Linked DNA regions of Mus musculus: all the other regions are linked to region 3. Evidence: chromatin contacts called from public HiChIP or PLAC-seq data. All regions are on one chromosome and are shown on one strand. Each heading gives the region's core, a stretch centred on a gene start, on an enhancer-like site or on the middle of the called end of the contact. The rest is flanking DNA. Distances are from core to core; before and after follow the strand shown. Region 1 overlaps Nfatc2 (nuclear factor of activated T cells, cytoplasmic, calcineurin dependent 2). Region 2 overlaps Gm33359 (a long non-coding RNA gene). Region 3 has its middle 30 kb from the start of Gm46787.

Region 1 (3,080 bases), core at 538-3,037, 400 kb before region 3:
GGATCTCAGGGACCAGGGAGGCTTCTAAGGCTCCCCAAGTATCCCCTGCCCCCCAAGAAGTGGGGTTCTCTGAGATGGGCATGTGGCTGCTCTCAGCCCTGATGGGGAACGTTGCTGTTTGCAAAGCACAGAGTCTGCTCTTTTGACCCTGAGGGTTTACCTCCTGCAGGGGGATCCTTGTAGCTGAAGTTGGTTTTTCCAAAACCCGTCCTGTGTCTATCTCCATGGACACTTGGCCAGGAGGCGCTGCATGGAGGGTGGGGTGGCCAAAGTTTTCCAAGACAGGGGAATCCCAGCTGCTGTTCCCATTAGGAAAGGTGACAGCTTCAGGCTAATCTTAGCCCCAGAGTTTGGTCATCGGCACCGGGAGGGAGCCTCAGCAGGCTTTTTATAGCTGTCCACTGAAACGGGCTTGGCACTGTCCTCCCCATCAGGAGGACCAGCTGAGAAGGTGGAAAAACAGCAAGGCGGGGGGCTGCAGGGTGCCTGAGTTAGGAGAACCCCGTGTTTTGGAAAGTGCGGTTCTATTTATAGCAGCATTTATAATAAGGATTATTGTGAGTTTCGGTCCCATTTTTAATTCTTTGTAGGACCTGCAGGGACCTGTGAGACTCGGCCTTTGCCCATCTCTCTGATCTCAGCTGACCGTCTCTCCCCCTGGCTTTCCCGGCTGCAGAGAAACCCTCCTGGCTCTGTCTTCAGATGCTCCGTGCTCCTTCCTGCCCCAGGATCTTCGCTTGTGCTGCTGGCTCTGTAACATTCTGCCCTTGTTCCCTCGCATACTGTGTCTCCTCTTACTGGGAAGCCATTCTCCCTGAGTGGTGTTCGTGTTCAAAGGCTCATGGCTCAACTGTCCAGCCCAATGTCACTTTTTGCCTGTCCCTTTTCCACGCTTTATTCTCCAGGTGACACTCAGTGTTTCACCTGTCTGTCTGCTCTCTCTTGGGTCCTCTGGTTCCCATACTAGACTGTCGGTTCCTTGGGAGCAGGGATACACTGTTTGCTGCTGCACTCACAATTATAGAATTATCTCTGTGCGTACTAAGTGTGCATGTGTCATGCTGAAGGAAAGCGGTGTTCCCCCCTTTATTGCCTCTCCCACCATGAGAAGCGGCTGTATTATCCCCATTTTACAGATAAGTTGAGGTTCAAAGCTATCAAGCCAGAGACCCTGGGTTAGCCCCTCCAACTGGGGAAAGATCTGGAACCCCAGCATGTCATTTTCCTGATCTCTGGAGTGATTTCTCTTGTCATGTCAAAGAGAAGTCAAGAGGATAGTTCTGTTCCTGTGTGTTCTACAAAATAAAAGATGCATAGCCTTCAAGGGAAGGTCAGGCTGGGAGGCCAGGCTGTTCCTGCCCTCGCTGGGAACCCTGGCCCCTGGCCCCTGGCCCTGAGCAGAGTCGGGGGTCCCAGCAAAACATTGCAAAACAGGAAAAAATCTAAGGACACAAAAACACAAGCCGTGTGGTTGAGGAGACAGGGTTGCCATGGCTCCAGGCGACTCTCGAGGCTGGCGTGATCCAGTGTTTTGGAAGGTTCCTCCATGTGACACAGGGTTTTGGAATTCTTCAGCTGGTAAGTCCTTCTTAATTCAGGCCCCTAGCCCTGGCCAAGCCACTCCCGGGCTCTCGGTGTCCCGCGGGGGCGTAGACTGGACACAGGCCCACATCAAATTACTCAGCTCTACAACTAAAAGTTTTTGAAGCGGGTTTCTTGTTTTGTTGGATGGTTTTCTTGGCTCGGTCTGATGGCAGAGGCTCCCATCACCTGTCGGGAAGGCAAATTGATTTTTTTTTTTCAAGAGGAGGCGTGGGTGGTGGAATTCCCTTTTAACCGATGAGTCACCGAGGGCAGCCGTGACTCACTTTATTATTCCCAGGTTCCCAAAGGCTATATCGCTTTTGGGCTTTGTTTAATAAATAGAATCATGTATGCGCTTAAAATACATTTTGAAACATTTTTGCTCAGCAAGTATTCTTCCATGAGTGCCCGTGATGAGGGAACCTGAGGTACCTTTCTAACGCCCCCTCCTGCACCTGCTTCTCTGTCATCTGGGGTGTGGCTTCCTGGGGTCTGGAGGTGGGGGGTGGACTTCTCTGAACAGTATTGACCCCAGGCTGAATGGCATGACTAAGATTCAGGGGACCTTTGCCCTCTGTGACTCACTGGAGGCCGGTGCCATACCCTCTCTCAACTGCCTCCAAAGACAGAGGCCAGACAGCCATTCTGAAACCCCGCTGGAGACAGAAAACACACTATTTTCAGATAGCTGCATGTGTACCCCAGCCTCTTCGCACAGGTCAGTCTCCTGAGGTTCTCAAGCCATCGCTTCTCCCACCTCCACCGTACTCCCAGGCCACTTTCTCGGAGGTAGTACGTCCTCGCAGCTCATCCTCAGTCCCTGTGGAATTCTGGGAAATTCCTGGCCACGCAGGAAGAAGTTTCCTGGTTAACCTGAGTTGGAGTGTTTGCATCCGTAGGAATAGGCAGAGCCAGGCATGGTGGTGCCTGCCGCTCACCCCAGCGCTTGGGAAGAGGGAACTGGGATGTGGCTGAGCTGGTAGAGGCCTAGCACACATGAAGCCCTGGGTTCTATCCCCAGCATTGGCTAATCGCTAACCTGGGCAGCGTACTGGATGCCAAACTGTAATGCCTGCCCTTACTTAGAAGATGGAGGTAGTAAGATCAGAAGATCAAGGTCACCCTTAGCTACAAAGCAAGCTCTAGGCCCCCTTGCGCTCCATAATAATGCCCTGTCCAAAACCATCAAAAATGGAAAACACATAATAAAAAAAGGGGAAAAAAAGACCTGGTGCCAACAGCCCTAGTGAGCCAGCTGCCCTGCAGCCCTGTAGGGCAGTAGCTTTGGAAGGCCCATCAAAATCCCCAATCGGTCCTCTGATGTATACCTGGGGACTCAGTTTCCCCAACTCTAAAATGAGGGCAATGGTGTCTTAACATACACAGATCAGGACTTGCATGTATAGGCACACAGTGGGTGCTCTGGAGTTCTGACCTCTCCACATGGAGTCTACAAGGCAGGGCCCGTTGCTTGCTTGGCTACTAGAAGTGACCCT
Region 2 (2,812 bases), core at 183-2,682, 300 kb before region 3:
GACAGAAGAACCCGAGAGCTTTAGAACATAGCAGTAGATGTCAGGGAAACCTGGAGCAAACAAGGCCAAGGAAAGATTGAAGTGCCTGTGCCTGCAAATGAGGAATAAAGAAAGAGACAGCAGCCTTAAATCCAAGCAATAAATGAACCCTTGCTACTGAGGAATGAATGGAACTAGGAAATAGATCTTTCAGGGTTCAGGATGAATTACCCAGGCTCAGAACCCGGGGGTGGGGGTGGGTGGGATGGGTGGGCAGAATGTGACTGCAGAGGGCATGTTCTGCCTGACACCGAACCTCCTCTTCCGGGAGTCAGGCGTCGGGCAGCCGCGCTCGGCAGCGCCCCCTGCAGGAAGGACCGCACACTTCCGCACAGTCGATCATCCTCGCGCATCCTCATTGACAGGTGACCAAGAACAAGCCTTCGACTGCGGGCGATGCTTTCAGAAGCCCAAGCACTCCTGCACCACAATCACCCCTAAATGCAGGTTTCTCCTTTTCTGAGAGCTTCCATACTACATATCTGTATGTTATGATTTTATTTTTTAATTTTTACATTTTTATTTATGGCACACACACACACTTTTGTGTGTGCCACAGCATTCATGTGGAAGTCAGAAGGAAATTTGGGGGAGTTGATTCTTCCACACATGGGTCCCAGGAACTGAACTCAGGCCATCAGGATTGGCAGCAAGCACCTTTACCCACTGTGGCATCTTGCCAACCCAGTATGCTTTACTTACTAATATTCCCCACAACCCCTGACAGGATACTCCATGGGCACAGGATCGTTGTTTGGTTTTGTTACTTGAGATGGGGGTCTCCTTATGTATCCCAGGTTAGTCTCAAACTCACAGTATCTCCCAGGCTGGCCTCAAACGCACCAACTTCCTGTCGTGCCTAAGTGCTTGGACCACAGGCACGCGGACATTCCCAGCTCTTGGCATGGATTTCTGTGGGACTTCATTCCCCAAATCAAGAATGATCTCTCAGGCGTGAAAACCGTGGTTAAATGTGTGAGCAAGAGAGCTAGTGAGTGAGCGAAGGAAGGAAGGTGTGTCGCTTCCGCTGCTGGTGCCCCATGAGAGAAAGCCGTGCTGGTCTCCTGCCCCTGGTTGGAATTGCCGCCTGAGAGTACTGGGTATGTGATACACAGATAATCACCCCATCAAGCAGAGGAGTAGTGGGATGGCAAGTGCACAGCTTCCTGCCACAAGGACTATTGATACCCGTCATTGGAGAAATGGGGAGAAAGTGAACACAGCTAGCCCCAAGCCACAGGTCTCTGAGCCTGATACAAGACACTGGCCTGCAGTCCGAGGGGCAGCTGCAACTACCGACTGCCTGCCGTGTGAGTCCAGAGGACAGGGCGCTGGGCTCTGCAGGGAGTGTATGGCTGGGTAAATGACCCAAGCATGAGTCACAGGGGTATGGGCAAGTGGGTGACGGTGTTCCCAGCAGAGGACAGAAACCAGACAAAGGCCTGGCAGGGTGAGTGGCTACCACAGGTCCAGGCACACGTTGTTGCTTTTCTCAGTGCTGAGACAAAATACCAGACAAAAGCAAGTCAAGGTAGGTTTACAGTTTGAGGGCAGAGTCTGTGGTGGCCTCAGCAGGAACTCAAGGCAGCCACATTGTATCCAAAGTCCGGAAGAAGAGAGATGAAGGCTGGTCCCCGTAGGCTCCCATTCTCTCTTCTCTCTTTTTACCTTCAGTCCCCAGCTCAAAGTGCTGCCCACATACACAGTGAAGAGGTCTTCCTCCTCAGCCAAGCCTTTCTGGTATCACCTTCAGAGGCACACCCACAGGTGTCTCCTAGAGGGTTCCAAATCTAGAGAGACCCATCACAAGCCAGTGGCCTGTGGAATGGCTCACTTGGGGCTTGCGGGGGAGGTGAGGGACACCTGTACGTAAGCATGGGCTTAGCTTTAGGCGGAAGGTTCTTGCTGGTTCTGGTGAAAGTTCTGTAGGCTCCTGGGGTTTGAGGACTGGGGTTTCTGGACCCCATGTCACTTCTCCATGCTTAGTTTGATAGGTCCCCAACCTAGGCACCTGCTCAAAGGCCCTGGGGTCACCATTTATCTCTCGTGATGGAATGCTCCCACGGCCTCTTGTTTCCAAATCCATCCTTGTCAAACCATGACCTCATCTTCCCCTCAGGTGTGTGAAATCTGAGTGTCATGGCCCTCAGCAAACCGTTAGCTTTCCAACCCTTGGCTCAACAACCAAAATTCACAAAGAAAGTCTGCTGTTCACGGAGCAGTTTGAGTTCAAACCAGAACAAAAGCCCCAGGAACAACTTCTATTCAGCCCCCCCTTTTTTAAAAAAATAAAATGGCTCTGGGGGATATCACGTGAACTGCCATACCTAGGAACATTTTTTGTCCTTTGAAAAGTGTGCTTTTCAGTGCACATTCTGGGGGACAATTGTCCTGGTTCCTGAAGCCCACTCTAATTGTATGTAATTTTTATAAATACAGTAATTAGGACTTGCTAAGCCTTCTAATAGGATGGAATTGAACCTTTACGGGAAGCAAAGGCTTTGGGGAAAGAGGAGGGTGCTTTGAATGTGTGGCCTTCACACCTCATTTCTAGAGATGAACGTCTAGAACCCCAGAGGCAGGAGCAGCAACCAGGCCCCCTGGTGGTCGCCAGGGCAAAAGCCATAAGCAGTTTGCCCTAAGCCGATGAATACAAACTTAGAGAAGAGAAGGTCTGAGTGGCGACTGATGACTTAGAGCCCACAACACACCTTTTGGAGGATTTAGGTGCTCAACGTTTAAAGTTTAAAATTTTTACACACAAAAAATAGGT
Region 3 (3,119 bases), core at 74-2,573:
GCTCAAAGGGGAGAGGACCAGACCATAGTCTAGTTTTGAATTTCTAGCTGATGCCTTTTAAAATATTATGTTTATTTTTAAACGGGCTGGTCTTAGGGTTGGAAATAAATACCCACCACCCTGATCCTTCCCTGCTGTGTGTGTGAGTTCATCTTCTATCTGACAACCCTCCAGAGCAATCTAAACTGGCTCCATCTGGCTTTTGCGTGCCCTGGGGCTGCTGGCTCCCCACTTCTGGAAGTGTGACTGATTTTCCACATCCATCCAGACTCTCCAGCTCTCTGCCCAGCATCTTCTGGGAAATTCTTGGCAGTGCCTTGGGTACCAGGCACTTAGAAAGGGAATCCACTGAGACCACACATGGCCATCCATCCATCCATCCATTCATCCATCATAGCTATGACATGTCTAGTTCTGAGTTCTTTCACGAGTCACCCCCACCCCCACCCCCCTCTAGCAAGCCTGCCAGGGCTGGGAACTGCTGGAAGAGCCCAGGCTGGCCTTGGTTGGCCAGCAGCACTGAGTGGCAAAAGCCACTGGGTGGACAACCAGAAGAAAGGCTAGGGGAGGTGAGCGAGGGCTGAGGCTTGGCAGGGTGTCCCATGGTCACCAGGCGCTGCCTATACTGCGTTGGTTCAGCTGTAGCCTGGCCATGAGGCCTAGGAAAGGCGGGAACTGGATTGAAGTTTCATTCAGCAAGGTGGTAATTTGGGGGTGAGAGAGGAAGTTGGGGAGAGTGCACTAAAGGTTTGGATATCTGGAAGGCCAGTTTCTTTGAAGTTCGTTATAACCAAACTTTAAGAGTACTTTTGGGAGGGAGAGGCGGGAGGATCAAGGTTTGAGGTGATTCCCTGGTACCTGTATGTTTGAAGTTAGCCCGGGCTAGGCTTAGGGAAATTGTCAATTTCTGGAGAAGTTGTCACACTCTAAAGGATCTGGGAAGCCAGAAATCACTGTGTTTCTGGAATCCCGTGTCCCAACCCACTTTTTGAACTGGGGACCCAGGAGAAATGGGGAGCTGTCCTGCCCTTTTTCTACCAAGTCAGTCACTAATTGGTTTTGACACACCCCCACTCAGGGCTTCACCTGGTGAAGGTCCTAAGCCAAGGACCCTGCCCAAGGCCGCAGGAAAGATTTTAAACAAAGAGCTGAATTCGCACAGGGTCTAGCCTCTTAGAGGACTCAAGGCTATGGTCCCCAGGTTCTACCCCAAGTGGTCCTGGAAAGGCCTGGAATGCGCTGCTAGCCAGAGGCCTGGAATGCAGCCTGCAGAGGCCGCACCCTGCCCAAACCAGTTTGAACCAGCTGCGGGAAGAAGCCAGTCCAGTCCCTTGGAGCTCCCTCTGGCGCCCAAGCTGTCTTAGAACTGCAGCCGGTTTTAGACTAGGTCTCTGTGGGTGGGGGCGGGGCCCCAGCAAGGCCTGGAGATGGGAGTGGGGGTGGGGTGGTGATAAGTGGGGTGTGTGTAGGGGGGAGTTGGGGGTGCCTGCCCAGCCTCTGCCCAGCGTGGAGACTCCCGGGAACCCTGAGCTGGGCCCCAGGTCACGTCCTTCCATTCCCGCATCTTTGGGCTTCACCTCATGGCACACAGTGGTCGATCTGCCTTTCAGCATCCAGGCCTAAGCCCTGCCTGCGGTGGTGCAGGACAGTTATGCCCCCGGTTTAGGTGGAGGCAGGAGAATCGGAGATTCAAGGACGTTCTAGGGTACATATCAAGTTTGAGGCCTTGATACATATATGATCCTATTTCAAAGAGAGGAGAAACACACAAATTGTGAACACAGTGAAAATTCTTTTTTTATGTGTGTATTTAAACTTTCATTGGATTTACGTATTGTTGGGGGAGGGGAGGAGTGTGTGTGTGTACGTACACGTGTGAAAATCAGGACATTTTTGTGTGGGGAGGGTGTCCATTCTCTCCTTCCATCATGTAATTCCCAGGAATTGTTGGCTACAGACCTTGTTCAGGTGGAATCCTGACACTGTGAGTTAGTTGCTGTGGGATGTGGCCTTAGCTTTGAGTTTTGGATGACACTGGAGTTAGTCCCTTGTGCCAGGTTCTGGGCTTGCTCAGCTGTGGCACTTCTAGGCTCTGCAAGTGTCATCACGTTGGTGGCCCAAGTGTGTGTCACTGTGTGCCGGGCACTATTCCCAGATTGCTGGGTTCCCATCACACCAGCGTGAACATCAGCCCTGCAATGTCTCCATTGAATGGAGGTGGAAACAGGCCTGGAGAGATTGAGCATTGTGGTCATCTTCATAGCTAATCAGTGAGAGTGTGTAGAAGCCAGGAATGGTGGCACACACATTTAAACCCAGCACTCAGGGGGCAGAGGCAGGTGGATTTCTGTAAGTTTGGGGCTAGCCTTGTCTACAAAGCAAGTCCAGGATAGTCAGGAGTATATAGAGAAACCTTGTTTGGGGAAAGAAAAGGAAACAAGAAAAGAAAAGATCATATAGAGGATGGGCAGTTAACTGCAAGGGCTCCATGCAGCCACAGGGAGGAGGGACGACATCACCAAAGGGTCCCCTCCCCCACAGGCTCATGAACACTTTGTTCTCCAGTTGGTGGCACTGTGGTGGGAGCTATGGAACCTTTAGGAGGCACAGCCCTGCTGGAGGAAGTTTATCAGTTGGCGTGGATTTTGAGGGGTACAGTCTCACCCCGCTTCCAGTTTGCTCTTCCTGTTTCCTGTGTGCAGTTGAGACTCGATCTCTAAGCTCTGGCCTCCTATGGCCACTGCGACCCACCCTCTGGAAGAAAGGCAAACCCTTCCCTCTTCCTTAAGTGGCTTTGGTCATGGTGTTTTACCACAGCAACAGAAAAGTATCCCACATACCAGGCTGAGGCAGTTTAGTGACTCAGCAGCTGGTTTGGGGGTGCCTAGGTGCCTACTTGAAACCCTAGTAAACTCATTGCCTAAGCTGGACATAGGCAGAATGGCGGCTCTGGCTGGCTGACGGTGGTGCCCTGTCTGGAGTGAACAGGAATTTATTCGTTTCTCTCCAGGCAAATTCACACAGCCGGGCCCTTGATGGCTATCACACATGCTCACCGGGTGCCGGTCACAGGGTGAGCCGGCACGTGCCCATACCACATGGATAGTTTTTCTGAACAA

What was found. HiChIP or PLAC-seq counts read pairs in DNA pulled down with a chosen protein or histone mark.
Region 1: a contact with region 3 is called in a FOXA1 HiChIP or PLAC-seq map of pancreatic cancer cells. The contact joins two enhancer-like sites. A contact is called at or near these places in 2 of 484 Hi-C or Micro-C datasets (both in embryonic stem cells) and 2 of 115 datasets of contacts at active chromatin or transcription factors (bone marrow-derived macrophages and pancreatic cancer cells).
Region 2: a FOXA1 HiChIP or PLAC-seq map of pancreatic cancer cells shows a contact between it and region 3. The contact joins two enhancer-like sites. A contact is called at or near these places in 2 of 484 Hi-C or Micro-C datasets (liver and pancreatic cancer cells), 3 of 115 datasets of contacts at active chromatin or transcription factors (embryonic stem cells and pancreatic cancer cells) and 1 of 9 other capture datasets (embryonic stem cells).

Annotation. Positions count from the first base shown.
Region 1 is chr2:168,517,063-168,520,142 of GRCm38.p6, reverse strand. All of the region lies in intron 6 of Nfatc2 (nuclear factor of activated T cells, cytoplasmic, calcineurin dependent 2), which reads left to right. Among named protein-coding and RNA genes, the nearest start is that of Nfatc2, 72 kb to the left of the region's middle. Within about 2 kb of position 1,787, at least 92 of the 459 cell types and tissues checked have an H3K27ac peak or open chromatin away from gene starts, as enhancers often do. A contact at or near this core is called in pancreatic cancer cells, where this site is marked.
Region 2 is chr2:168,412,876-168,415,687 of GRCm38.p6, reverse strand. All of the region lies in intron 1 of Gm33359 (a long non-coding RNA gene), which reads right to left. Among named protein-coding and RNA genes, the nearest start is that of Gm33359, 6.6 kb to the right of the region's middle. Within about 2 kb of position 1,432, at least 20 of the 459 cell types and tissues checked have an H3K27ac peak or open chromatin away from gene starts, as enhancers often do. A contact at or near this core is called in pancreatic cancer cells, where this site is marked.
Region 3 is chr2:168,113,330-168,116,448 of GRCm38.p6, reverse strand. No RefSeq gene overlaps it. Among named protein-coding and RNA genes, the nearest start is that of Gm46787, 30 kb to the left of the region's middle. Within about 2 kb of position 1,323, at least 104 of the 459 cell types and tissues checked have an H3K27ac peak or open chromatin away from gene starts, as enhancers often do. A contact at or near this core is called in pancreatic cancer cells, where this site is marked.